2 separate regions of the Danio rerio genome follow, and region 2 is linked to region 1. Evidence: chromatin contacts called from public Hi-C data. All regions are on one chromosome and are shown on one strand. The core of a region is the stretch at or near the end of the contact, and the rest is flanking DNA. Distances in the headings are between cores, read along the strand shown.

The links. Hi-C and Micro-C count contacts between places; a contact is called where the count stands out from the background.
Region 2: a contact with region 1 is called in a Hi-C map of hematopoietic stem cells, with 2.3 times the contacts expected there. The contact joins the enhancer-like site here to the promoter of LOC557811 in region 1. A contact is called at or near these places in 4 of 18 Hi-C or Micro-C datasets (caudal fin, embryo, hematopoietic stem cells and 1 more).

The regions. Positions count from the first base shown.
Region 1 is chr1:11,756,224-11,762,720 of GRCz12tu, reverse strand. LOC557811 (FERM domain-containing protein 7) reads left to right here and starts at 4,660. Exons shown (of 12, transcript XM_068217950.2): 1 at 4,660-4,908. The coding sequence starts at 4,759. It also overlaps a transcript of dachb not described here.
Region 2 is chr1:11,861,500-11,867,783 of GRCz12tu, reverse strand. No RefSeq gene overlaps it. Among named protein-coding and RNA genes, the nearest start is that of cnpy3, 16 kb to the left of the region's middle. Within about 2 kb of position 3,158, at least 3 of the 62 cell types and tissues checked have an H3K27ac peak or open chromatin away from gene starts, as enhancers often do.

The DNA.
Region 1 (6,497 bases), core at 3,411-5,910:
AACTTAAATAACACTTTTGTTTTGAACTGTACTTGTTACAAATGTTATGTGTACTTACTATAGTAATTACAATGAACTATGCATAATTACACGCAAACCATGAACCTAACCAGCATTCTAACCATAACCATAAGTACTCGTAATTTATTAATGTTACTCAGTAGTTACACAATTACACAATTAACTAAAGAGCTGCTCCGCCATCATTACATGTCTAAAAAAGCAGTGCAACTTTAAAAAGCAGAACCATAAACTACACAAACCTAACCACTAGAAAGCAAGGCAAAATGCAGGTCTTAATCCTTAAACGACATCTGTGCAAACAGCGAGGAAAAAAACAACCATAGGGGATTAGCTAATAGGAAGACAGTTTAAGGCAGATGTTTGGCTAAATATGTGGATTTGAGTGTGTAGGTGAGTGAATCATCAAGGGCAAAGTGGTTGGAATGGTTTAGACCTTTTCCAGCATCTATTTTTTTCTCAGACCCCCAGGGTGAGATGAACCAGAGGACCACTGACTGCTTACTAAATTAACAGAAGAGCTCTAAAATATATCACCCTTCTCATGCCAGGCGCTGTATGACATTTTCCAAATGACACCCGTGACATTTTGTAGTAACTCTTTCTGGGCATTTGTGCTTTTATACCTTTCAAGTGGAAAATGAGTGATAACAGGGAAGAAAAGTTTAAGGTGGGAGAAACAAATGGATGAGACGATTTGTCTTTCACATTCGTCGATACACATGCACATGTTAGACAGCTATAGGTGGACGCCATTTCATTTTAAAGGGTTGTTTTTGTCAGCTTTCAAGGGTGCTTATGTGGCCTATATTCACATCATGTATGTGGGTCAAAGATAAAAAGTGGTTTTTAGCATCAAACCAAATTACAGCTTTTTTTTGTACATTAGATTGTGCCCTATTTATTTGTGTTTTCCTCTTATAAAAGAAAAAAAAAAACAATAATGACTATCACACCTTTTGCTATGATAAAGGGCCTACTCACACTATGCCATCCGTACCGTGCCCAGGCCCGTTTCCCGGATCGTTTGAGAAGTGTGAGTAAGCTGAATCGGGCTCAAGCACGGTTCACTTGGCCGGCCCTGGCCCGGTTGGAAGAGGTGTGCCTGAGCCCGGTTCACTTGGGCTTTGGCACGGTACACTTGTGTGTGAGTGCAAAACGCGCCAAAGCCCGAAACTGAAAAGCGAGACGTGAATTTTAAGGGATTGTTTCATATGGATTTATTAATCATTCTTACTATTCAGTGAACGCAAACTGCCATAGTTTATTAAAGACGCAAACTCCTCACAGCACGTCAGCTGCGCGCCTTCAGCAGACCTCCTCATTCCTGCAGCAGGAGAGCTTTATGATTGTTTATGAGCGCCAAAAGTGGCGGATCTGTTCGTCGAAATATCTGACTGCGTGTCCCCGCATCCCTAAGAACTGTTTGGCGAAATATTTGACGGCATATCAAACGACTGAAACGATATAACTAGAGAAATCTCCACTGTGCTGCTGAGTGAGAGAGTGCTTCTCACTGAACAGCGCAGCAGCGATGACGTAAGCGTGCCGAAGCTTGTTTGTGGTGTGAGCGCGAGCTGTCGGGGGAGACGGGAGGGGGGATAAGCGTGCTTTGGCCCGGTTCGGGGCAACTGTACCTAGTGTGAGTACGGCCTTACAGATGACACATACTAAAATTAAACAATTAAGTGTATAAAAAGTTTATAAAGTAAAACATATTGTCAGGTATACACTACCTGACAAAAGTCTTGTCGCCTATCCAAGTTTTAGGAACAACAAATAGTAAATTGACTTCTAGTTGATCATTTGGTGTCAGAAGTGGCTTATATGAAAAGTAAAGGCCTCTAGATTACGCTTATTTTACCAAAATAAAACATGATCATGCCTTGATTTTCAATTATTTATATAGGACAGTAAGATCTGACTTTGCTTAGGCAAAAGTCTTGTCACTTAACAGAAATAATGTACAGTATAGAATAAAAGGTCATGGTGCAGTGGAATGTTACAAACCCCTGATGTTAGTCTAGGGTGTGGGGTTTGACATTTATTTAATTAAAATATATTTATATAAATAGTGAATGAGTGAGAAAGACAACCAAAGTAATGCCAAAAAATGTGTGCTTTTATTTACAATCCCAAAGTGAACAACAACAACGAATTAATCAAAATTAAAGAAAAAGTAAGTAAAGCAAAAATATTCTATTTACAATATGTACAAACACTGAGACAAATAAAGACGGGAAAAACAAGAGAGCTGGCAGAAGGGACGCGGGCGGCGCTAAAGAAATGAAAAGAACAAAACCCAAACTAAATCTAACTTCCCAGAAGCATCTAGCTAACTAACTATGTGAAAAATAGTATAATTAACACACGAAGATCTTCCGGGTCCTAACTATCTACTCTATCTATCTATCCAAAAAGTACAAGGAGTGGCGCTCGCCCCTAACCTAGTGTACTAGACAGCAGAGCAGTCCTGAGTGTTGCGAAATGTATGTCACGTGACCTTCTTACCTGTCCGCTTCGTCCAAGCCTCGTAAACAACGATAAACTAAGAACAATGTACGAATAACGGACGGATAACGTGCACACAGAAACAAGCAACAACAAAACACAGTTAGACGGGGTAATTTCTAAACGCACGCGGTAAATACAAAAAAGCGACGAAACAGCGAAAGAGAAAAATGCAAGCAAGAAAGCAAGAACGAGCGAGTGGTCTGGCGCGCGCTTTTAACACGGGTGGTCTTTGCTCATTGGATGTGACGTAAGAATGACGTAACCGGGGAGGAATGACTGACAGCTGAATGGACCAATGAACAGAACCTGAGAATACATGAGAGCAGATACGGGAGAACAGAGCGAGAGAGAGAGAGAGAGAGAGAGAGAGAGAGAGAGGGAAAAAACACAGAGAAAACAGAGCACAAAAAACACAAATACATAACAGGAACAAGAATTAATATTGTGTATGACTCCCATGAGCTTGGAGGACTGCATCCATACATCTCTGCAATGACTCAAATAATATTAATAAAGAATGGCAAAGAAACCGTTCTTGCAGGACTCCAAGAGTTCACCAAGATTCTATGGATTCATCTTCAATGCCTCCTCCTTCATCCTACCCCAACATGATCAATAATGTTCATGCCTAGTGACTGGGCTGCCCAATCCTGGAGCACCTTGACCTTCTTTGCTTTCAGGAAATTTAATGTGGAGGCTGAAGTATGAGGAGAAGCGCTATCCTGCTGAAGAATTTGCCCTATACTATAGTTTGTGATGTAATGGGCAGCACAAATATCTTGATACCTCAGGCTGTTGATGTTGCCATCCACTCTGCAGATCTCTTGCACGCCCACATACTGAATGAAACCCCAAACCATGGTTTTTCCTTCACCAAACTTGACTGATTTCTATAAGAATCTTGGGTCCATGTGAGTTTCAATAGGTCTCCTGCAATATTTGTGATGATTATGATGTGGTTCAACAGATGATTCATAGAAAATGTCAAGTTATTATTTGTTGTTTACAACTGGGATCGACAACAAGATTTTTATCAGGCAGTGTATAAAGATGAGTGATATTTCAGGATCACAGTGCAACCCTTTGTCTTTGACCCTTAAACTTGGTCAGATATTTAATCAATATAATTGTATAAAGAAATAAAGTAAAATACTGAATACAAATAAAGGCTTTTAGACAATTCTTGCTTTTTTTGTGACAACTTGCATTAATTAATGTATGATAGCAGCTACTGGTGGTACTGTATCTTGTCAAAAAGTATATTGTTGTTGTCTTTAAGTAGAAGTATATGTACACTAAATGTACTAATTTAGCTGTTATACTGTAAAAGTGTGGGCTTGTGAAAGGCTGCACAATATATTGTTTCAGCATCGATATTGCAGTGTGCGCATCTGCAATAGTCACATTACAGGATCTGCAATGTCAAATTAAGATTATAACAGACTAGGAGCCACAGTTGATTGTGTTAGTGTTTTTAAGCTGTGTGATTGTGTAAGCATTTAAAGCATTCACACACAAGTAAATATAATGCATTTAAGTATATATACACACAATAAAAACTACAGTTATTTTACATTTTTTTACTCAATTTGTTTACCTAAATCTGTTGTTTTTTATTACTATACTATTTTTATCAATATTTTTGGTTGGTCTTTTATATTTAATGCAACACTCTACAAAATCATCATAATCAACTATGTAAATTCTTTCCAAATACAGCTATTCATTTCATCTAGTAGAATTATTTACAATATCACAATATGTATCACATAACAATAAAATATCGCAATGTCAGCTTTTCCAGTATAGTACAGCCCTAGTTTATGGGATTCAATAGGCACTTTTTAGTCAATTGTAAAGTTGTACAATGACTGTGGTCTACCTCTTTAGGCTATATAAACAATCCCACTTTCAAAAATAAGCTTTATTGTTTTATTATTTTTTTGTTTTGTTTTAGGTTTATATTATTAATTAAGCTTTATTACTTTGTGTGTGTGTGTGTGTGTGTGTGTGTGTGTGTGTGTGTGAGAGAGAGAGAGAGAGAGAGAGAGAGAGAGAGAGAGAGAGAGAGAGAGAGAGAGAGAGAGAGTAATATGTGTAAAACCAGAACATTAGCATTTCTCCAGATGTAGTATAGTTTTCAGGTTAAGGTGGTCGACAGATTTACCTCTCCGCCGGTGGAAACACACAGACTGGCAGGTGCTCGGAAAATCAAACAGGCCGATGATGATGATGATGATGATGGTGATGATTTGTGATGGAACAGCAGCAGCTGGTCGGCAGAGCTCAGCTTCAGCTCCTCTTACAGGTTCCGCTCCGCCGTATCAAAACAACAGATTACATTCACCTGCCGAGGAACACACCGCACAAAAGGTGAGGACGAAACAAACGGATCAGCTGCCTGTCCTATTTTGTGTGGTTGACGTCTTTTAATTAGTTTAATCTGTTTTCCACTGTCCACGCGCAGTTGTAAAAGGTATTTATAGACATGAAACTGTTCATTTACAGAAGGCTGTTTGCTTTACCTGTGGCTATGCTCATGAATACATTAGCAGAGGTCGCCCTCGTATGGTTGCTATGAGGAGTCGCAGTTACAGTTTTGTTCGACAGCCCATGTTCTTCCATTATGCGTCTAGTCTCGATTGTTTGGTAACGTGTCAGAAACAGAAATTATTTTCCTGTATTTTTAATGCTTCTAATATTACAGAATTAATCATGCACTGCTAGTTGTTATATTTTTACAAAAAATATTCCTCGTGATTGATTGATTGATTGATTGATTGATTGATTGATTGATTGATTGATTGATTGATTGATTGATTGATTGATTGATTGATTGATTGATTGATAAAAGTGTCTTATGAGGCACAAGCCCTACATGTTTTTTTTTTTTAAATACAAGAGGTTTGTTTTATTGTGCTGCTTTGTCTAAATTTGAACTTCTTAATAAATGTTTATAAATTATGCAGCCTACATGACTTTTAATCCACTTGTGCCCAGATTTCTTTTAATGGTTTAACGCATGTAGCCTTGTTAAAAGTGTTCTATATGAATTTGTTTTGCATTATTTTTTCCAGGTTTTTGATATTTGTATTTCAATATGCGGCAACTATGGTTGTCAATGGGCAAATATGCTGTAAGAACCGTTCAGTGTAAAATTTGAATAGGTGGAGCATTCTAGCATTCTAACAAAAAATGCTTTCAACCGATCAATTCATGTTTAAAATTAGAAAACTATTTGATATGAACCCTCCCAAAAATGATCTATCGTATAATTTGGTATGAAATATGGTATAAAAAGGTATGAAAAATATGAAAGGTATGAAAAATGAAATGCACACTAGTTTTCCCATCAGACCACTGTTTGTCAAAAAAATCTATGAAAAAAGTGTTATTTCCAAGTGGAAAAGGATAATTTTACTCTGACAATTTTGCTGTGCATTAATTTGTGTATAAAAAAATCTATTTTAAAGTAAAGATATCAGTTAAGAGCTTAAGTTGTATTTAGATTGGGTATTATGAAAGTAAAAATCATTAGCAAGCCAATAACTTTGATTTATACACGTATTCACACATTATTCCTTAATTCGCCATTATTTACTTATATATTTGTATTTGCCCACCGGCAACTATAATTGCCACTTGATCTTTTGACAAAGTATACAAACCACAGATCTCTTTTAAGATTTGTTTTGTTTGGATGAGCCTAGAGACCTTAATTATTATGTTGATATATATTTGTGAAGAAAAAAAAATAGTAACATAAAAATTGCCTTTATTTGGGAGGGTTTGCCTCCATTTTGCATCCTGGAATCAAGGGTAGGAAGCTGAAAGCCTCACATGACAGGAAGTATATCAATACCTTTTTTTTTTTCCAACCTTGAAATATTTTATTTGGTTGTTTGCTTGCATGTCATTGTGAAATTAAACATAAATAACATGCATAAAATTACCTATAAAAG
Region 2 (6,284 bases), core at 1,909-4,408, 110 kb before region 1:
GACCATGTGTGGTGAGGACACTGACCTGGACAGACCGCTGTACATTTAATTTAGTTTTTAAAGCTTGTCAAAGAAAAGTAAAAAAAAAAATGTATGTATGGATGCGTGTTTTGACACATCATTTCAGTATTATTCAAATAATATTTTTTTTTTTAATGGGACAAGTAAAAAGCCATGTATCTGAAATTTTATTCAGAATGGTCTAAAAAAGTCTTACATTTGACAGTGAAACCTGAAGAAACCCCATAAAACATTCACAGAAACCCAGATTTATTTTCTTTTTCCAATAATATTGGTTTAAAACCATTTCGGCTATACTGAAAATCAAAGTAAATTGCTCTATAGCTCATTCAGTAGACATTACATCAGTATGATGAAAACAACTGCTAGTGTCCACTGTATATCTTTATGCTGGGCTCAATTTGAGGACTTCATCCTCATGACTAACCATGGAAAAACACTCTGGTCTGACAAATTAGCCTTGATGACACCTTTCTCTTTCTCCTTGCTGTCTGATTATCTCCCATTGGTCAGTTAAAAAAAAAAAAATGAGGCTTCATATTTTCTATACAGTTGGTAAAGAATGGGCTCTTTGCACATTTCATCACATAAACAGTAACAAGATTTTGCAACACAATAGCATAACAATGCAAAACTGTTTTTGTGAATGTGTTTAGATATACAAAAACAATAAATGATCTTTGCAGAATGTGCCAAACTGCCAGTGTTGGAATGATCAATGAAAAATCATACTTAAGTTTAAGTAGTTACTTGCCAAAAAATGTAGTGCAAGTAGAGTAAAAATACCTGTTGTAAATATTACTCATGAGTAAAAAGCAGCCCTTTCATAAGTACATTTACATTTACATTTAGTCATTTAGCAGACGCTTTTATCCAAAGCAACTTACAAATGAGGACAAGGAAGCAATTTACACAACTAAGAGCAACAATGAATAAGTGCTATAGGCAAGTTTCAGGTCTGTAAAGTCTAAGAAGGGAAGTATTAGTAGTATTAGTATTTTTTTATTATGTGATATTCAGAGAGGCAATTGCAGATTAGGAAGTGTAGTGGAGACTAAATAGTTGAGGTTTTAGTCGTTTCTTGAAAGTAGCGAGTGACTCTGCTGTTCTGATGCAGTTAGGGAGTTCATTCCACCAACTGGGCAGATTGAGCGTGAGCGTTCGCGAAAGTGATTTCTTCCCTCTTTGGGATGGAACCACGAGGCGACGTTCATTCACAGAACGCAAGTTTCTGGAGGGCACATAGATCTGCAGAAGTGAGAGCAGATAAGAAGGAGCAAGGCCAGAAGTCACTTTGTAGGCAAACATCAGAGCTTTGAATTTGATGCGAGCAGCAACTGGCAGCCAGTGCAAACGGACTAGCAGCGGAGTGACATGTGCTCGTTTAGGTTCATTAAAGACAACTCGTGCTGCTGCATTCTGGAGCAGTTGAAGAGGCTTGATAGAGTTAGCTGGAGCCCAGCTAGTAGAGAGTTGCAGTAATCCAGTTTGGAGAGAACAAGAGCTTGAACAAGGAGTTGAGCTGCATGTTCAGATGTACTCAAGAGTAGTGAGTATTACGCTGGAAAAGGCGGATGCATTTACATGTAATATGTGGATGTGTGTAAAGGTAACATTCTGTAGTGGATTTAGTTATTGCCCATCAGGTTCAATGTCATTAGACGTTAGTTTTAGGTTAGATTTAGTTTTGATTTCAGGTGACCAAAATTCAATGTCCAGTCAGCATCTAAGGACAATGTTATTTTGATGCCCAATAATGACGTGAAATTACGTTGATATTTTAGGGTGTGTTAGAAAGTGACCGTCGAGGCAACATCTTAAACCAACGTCATACTGACATCAAATACTGACATTAATTCCTTGAAAACCAAAATCAAACATCTGATAGGCGTCATAGTGGTAACGTCCACACAACGTCAAGCAGTAACATCATTAGACACTGAAATTTAGATGATTTTAGGTTTGACATTAATTTCGGCCTGACGTTGGATTCTGATGTCAACATGATTTTTATGTACAAACATAATTGAATGTCTCCATGACGTTGGGGTACAACATAAATCTGATGCATGTTGAAATCTTGTGTCTGCTGGATGTTTAAGGCCATTTCGGTCATCATACAGTAAACATTTGTCATCTTCTCATCAGTGACATGCATCAAAACAGTCTCTAGGTAAATGTGTGTAAAGATTTTAGACATCTTCTTGGACACTTAATGTTTCTAAACAGTTTGCTGCAATTATAAAGTGCCAATGTATTGAGGTAGTTCGTTATGATGCAATTAATCTTCTATGTGTAATTTGCTTGGACAGGAATCTCAGGACTGATTTGTCTGTTACCGCATAGACAAGAAAAAATAAAGTAGTGACTGCAAAGTGAAGGAATATAGTGGAGTAAAAGTACCGATTCAGCACTAAACATGTACTCAAGGGAAAATAAAAGTGCAAAATTTTGAAACTACTTAGTTAATTTCAATTTCTGAGGAAAACTACTCAATTACAGTAATTTGAGTATTTGAAATTTAGTAGGCTACGTACCACTGCAAACTGCTTAAGATCTTACAGAAAGAGAGATTTACGTATGAACAACAAAAAAAGGTTTAGGATATTTAGAATTTAGTTCCATGAATGGTGTTTACTCTAGTAGCAATTGTAGAAAAACTAAAGAAAAAAGAAGGAAATATCGATAGAAAATGTGTGGCTGTATTTAGACGTTATGTCGTCCTTCACCACAGAGGGGCGGTAAATGGCAAGAAAGACGAACAAATCATCACTATTTCAGAGATTAAGGTTCGTCAACTTCAAGTAGGCCTATATATTTAGATGTTGTAAGATCGTCAATTACATTAAAATATATGTATATTACTTTACAATTGGACTAAATTGTTTTAGAAATGTTGGTTTGAAAGGGTATGACGAGTAGCTTTAGTCGCTGGTTTGTTTTTGTTTGTTGAAGCAATACTACTTCAGTTACTTCTCACAAGTGAACAGAATTATTTGATGTTATTTGATAAAGTAACGTTTTAATCTTATTTTCTTAGAATGTTTGAGACAACAGCATGCTACAAGTCGCTCAAGCTCTTCAGGCAGATGCAAGTAATGTTGTGTTCTGAGGAAGCTTCAGTTCTGTCACCAGGCCTGTTTATCAGTAAGTGACCCTGCTGCTGCTGCAGTGCAGAAGGCTTTGTCCGCATTTCCACTTCTCAATGTCAAATTCCTCTTCTGTTATGTGTGAGCAATCTGTAGTATTTGCCCTTCAGTGTTGGAGCAAATGGCTATTCACTTGCACAAACACATCTCGATGAATAATTCACAAAAACAAACATCTTGGACCCGGGCTAAAACCTTTTTCATTGTGCTATCAGTAAAGCTGGGAGATTCTTCCTCCTGGCAGATGGAGAAAATCGAGAATTTGATTGTCCTCTAATCTCCGAGAATAAAAATGCAGTCTGGAATTGAAATATTGATCTTTTACATTGCAATCACCTGCTATATTACACGAGAGACAGTATGTGTGTGCTGGAATATGAAAATCTTCTCTGGGCCTTTGTTTTCTTTCTTTTTCAGTTTGTACAGTTTCTTTGACCATTTCCAGCTACGTGAAATTGCTCAGACTTTAGATTTGAGTGCACAAATGCCCACCTAATTAATCCTAGTTTGATTGTTTACCACATATCGAACCATAAATTATCTGTTAAACAGATTGTAGGATTTTATTTTTTTGTATTTAATTCATTTTATTAATTGTTTTTATTAATTTGAGGGTCTGTTTTGTACTATAATGATACAAAAAGTATACATTTTAATAAAAAGTAATATAACCTGAACACCAAATCAGAATACTAGAATGGTTTTTGTATAAATCATATTTTAAAATATATTAAAATAGACACGACTATAATAATACTTCACAATGTTACTGTTTAGTCTAAATAAATAAAACATTTTTGAGCACAGGACGTCTTGTGGAAAAACATTTTAAAAACCTTAACATTGATTTACTTATTATTTTTTAATAAACAGTCATTTACACCCACCGGCCACTTTATTAGGTACACCTTACTAATACAGGGTTGGACCCCCTTTTTGCTTTCAGAACGCCTTAATCCTTCGTGGCATAGATTCCACAAGGTACTGGAAATATTCCTCAGAGGTTTTGGTCTATTTTGACCTGATAGCATCACGCAGCTGTTGCAGATTTGTCGGCTGCACATCCATGGTTTGAATCTCCTGTTCCACCACATCCCAGTAGGTGCCCTACTGGATTGAGATCTGGTGACTTTGGAGGCCATTTGAGTACAGTGAACTCATTGTCATGTTCAAGATAATCAGTCTGAGATGGTTTGCGCTTTATGACAGTGCGTTATCCTGCTGGAAGCAGCCATCAGAATATGGGTTCACTGTGGTCATAAAGGGATGGACATGGTCAGCAACAATACTCAGGTAGGCTGTGGCATGTGCCAAAAAAATATCCCCCACACCATTACACCAACACCACCAGCCTGAACCGTTGATACAAGGGAGGATAGATCCATGCTTTCATATTGTTGACGCCAAATTCTGACCCGACCATTCGAATGTCGCAACAGAAATCGAGACTCATCAGACGAGGCAATCTTCCATTGTCCAACTTTGGTGAGTCTGTGTGAATTATAGCCTCAGTGTCCTGTTCTTAGCTGACAGGAGTGGCACCCAGTGTGGTCTTCTGCTGCCGTGGCCCATCCACCTCAAGGTTCGACATGTTGTGCATCCAGAGATGAAAATTAAGAGATGCTTCTGCAGACCTCGGTTGTAACGAGTGGTCATTTGAGTAACTGTTGTCTTTCTATCAGCTGGAACCAGTCTGGCCATTCTACTCTAAACTCTGGCATCAACAAGACATTTGCGCTCACATAACTCTCTCTCACTGGATATTTTTTATTTTTCGGACCATTCTCTGTAAACCCTTGAGATGGTTGTGCGTGAAAATCTCAGTAGATCAGCAGTTTCTGAAATACTCAGACCAGCCCGTCTGGCACCAACAACCATGTCACGTTTAATGTAACTTAAATCACATTTATTCCCCATTCTGATGCTCAGTTTGAACTGCAGCAGTTCGTCTTGACCATGTCAACATGCCTTAATGCATTGAGTTGCTGCCATGTGATTGGTTGATTAGAAATGTGCGTTAATGAGCAGTTGGACAGATGTACCTAATAAAGTGGCCAGTTAGTGCATAAAAAAAATAATTCCACATGTTGGAAGTCAAAAGAGTTGAAAATCGGTCACTTTAGATGAGGAAAAACATCCTCCGTTATCTTCAGATGTCAAGAGAAAAGTTGTTCACGAGTTCAATGACTTAATCGCAATTTAATAATTTCCCTTCAAAGCGTTTCCTCCCGTTTTATCCCATCATGCCCTAATATGGCTAATCTAGTTAAACAAACATTTTTCCTTGTCTTATTTAAGTGCTTTCCTCACAATGTGTATCTTTATTTGAAGGCTGTGGTGCATGAAATGGGTCTATAACTCACTGGAGACAAGAAGCTTCTTCAAATCGCATTAGAAAAATATCTAGGCTGCCGTTTTCAAGAGTAACAAAATAAACCCCTGCTTCTGTTTTGAGTGTTATGGGTAAATCGGTCAATCAGTGCCTCTGACTATCTATAGTCACCATCCTGAGAAAACAGCAGTGAGTCTCTATGCATCCTGGGAATAATCTGACATATCAGGCGCATTTCTGTTTATTGCTCTCGAGGGGTTGAAAAAGAGCCAAAGCTAGGCTCATAATTTTATAGAAAATAATGAATGCCCTGAAAGAAATTTACGTACTGGTAAAGCGGTACTGCAAAAGAGGTAAACAGAAAGATTTCAAAGTTGTAAATATGGATTATTGGAGTTTATACTATGGAACTGTTGCTTGATTCAGATAAATGCAGAAATAAAGCAGTTCAGTGCTTTCTTGACCGCATTTCACTTCCATATCACTGCACTAAATGATTGTGGTTAATCTGAGTCCATTCTCACCGGATGCATTTTTCCGTTTCAATGCACTACTTTTCTATTGTTTTAGTTTGTTAACATGCTTGCCAGACATGGGTGACTGTTACACTCAAGTCTTTTGCAGTGCCTCACTCAATTTTTAAGATGCCATGTTAAGTAAAACGAATTTCTAACTTTTGCATTAAGCGCCACTCATGAGTTTCAGTTCCAAAGATATGACCAATCAGAAGAACTTAGAGGCAGGGCGATCTTTGAGAGCATCTGTTTACAGAAGCAAGTAGA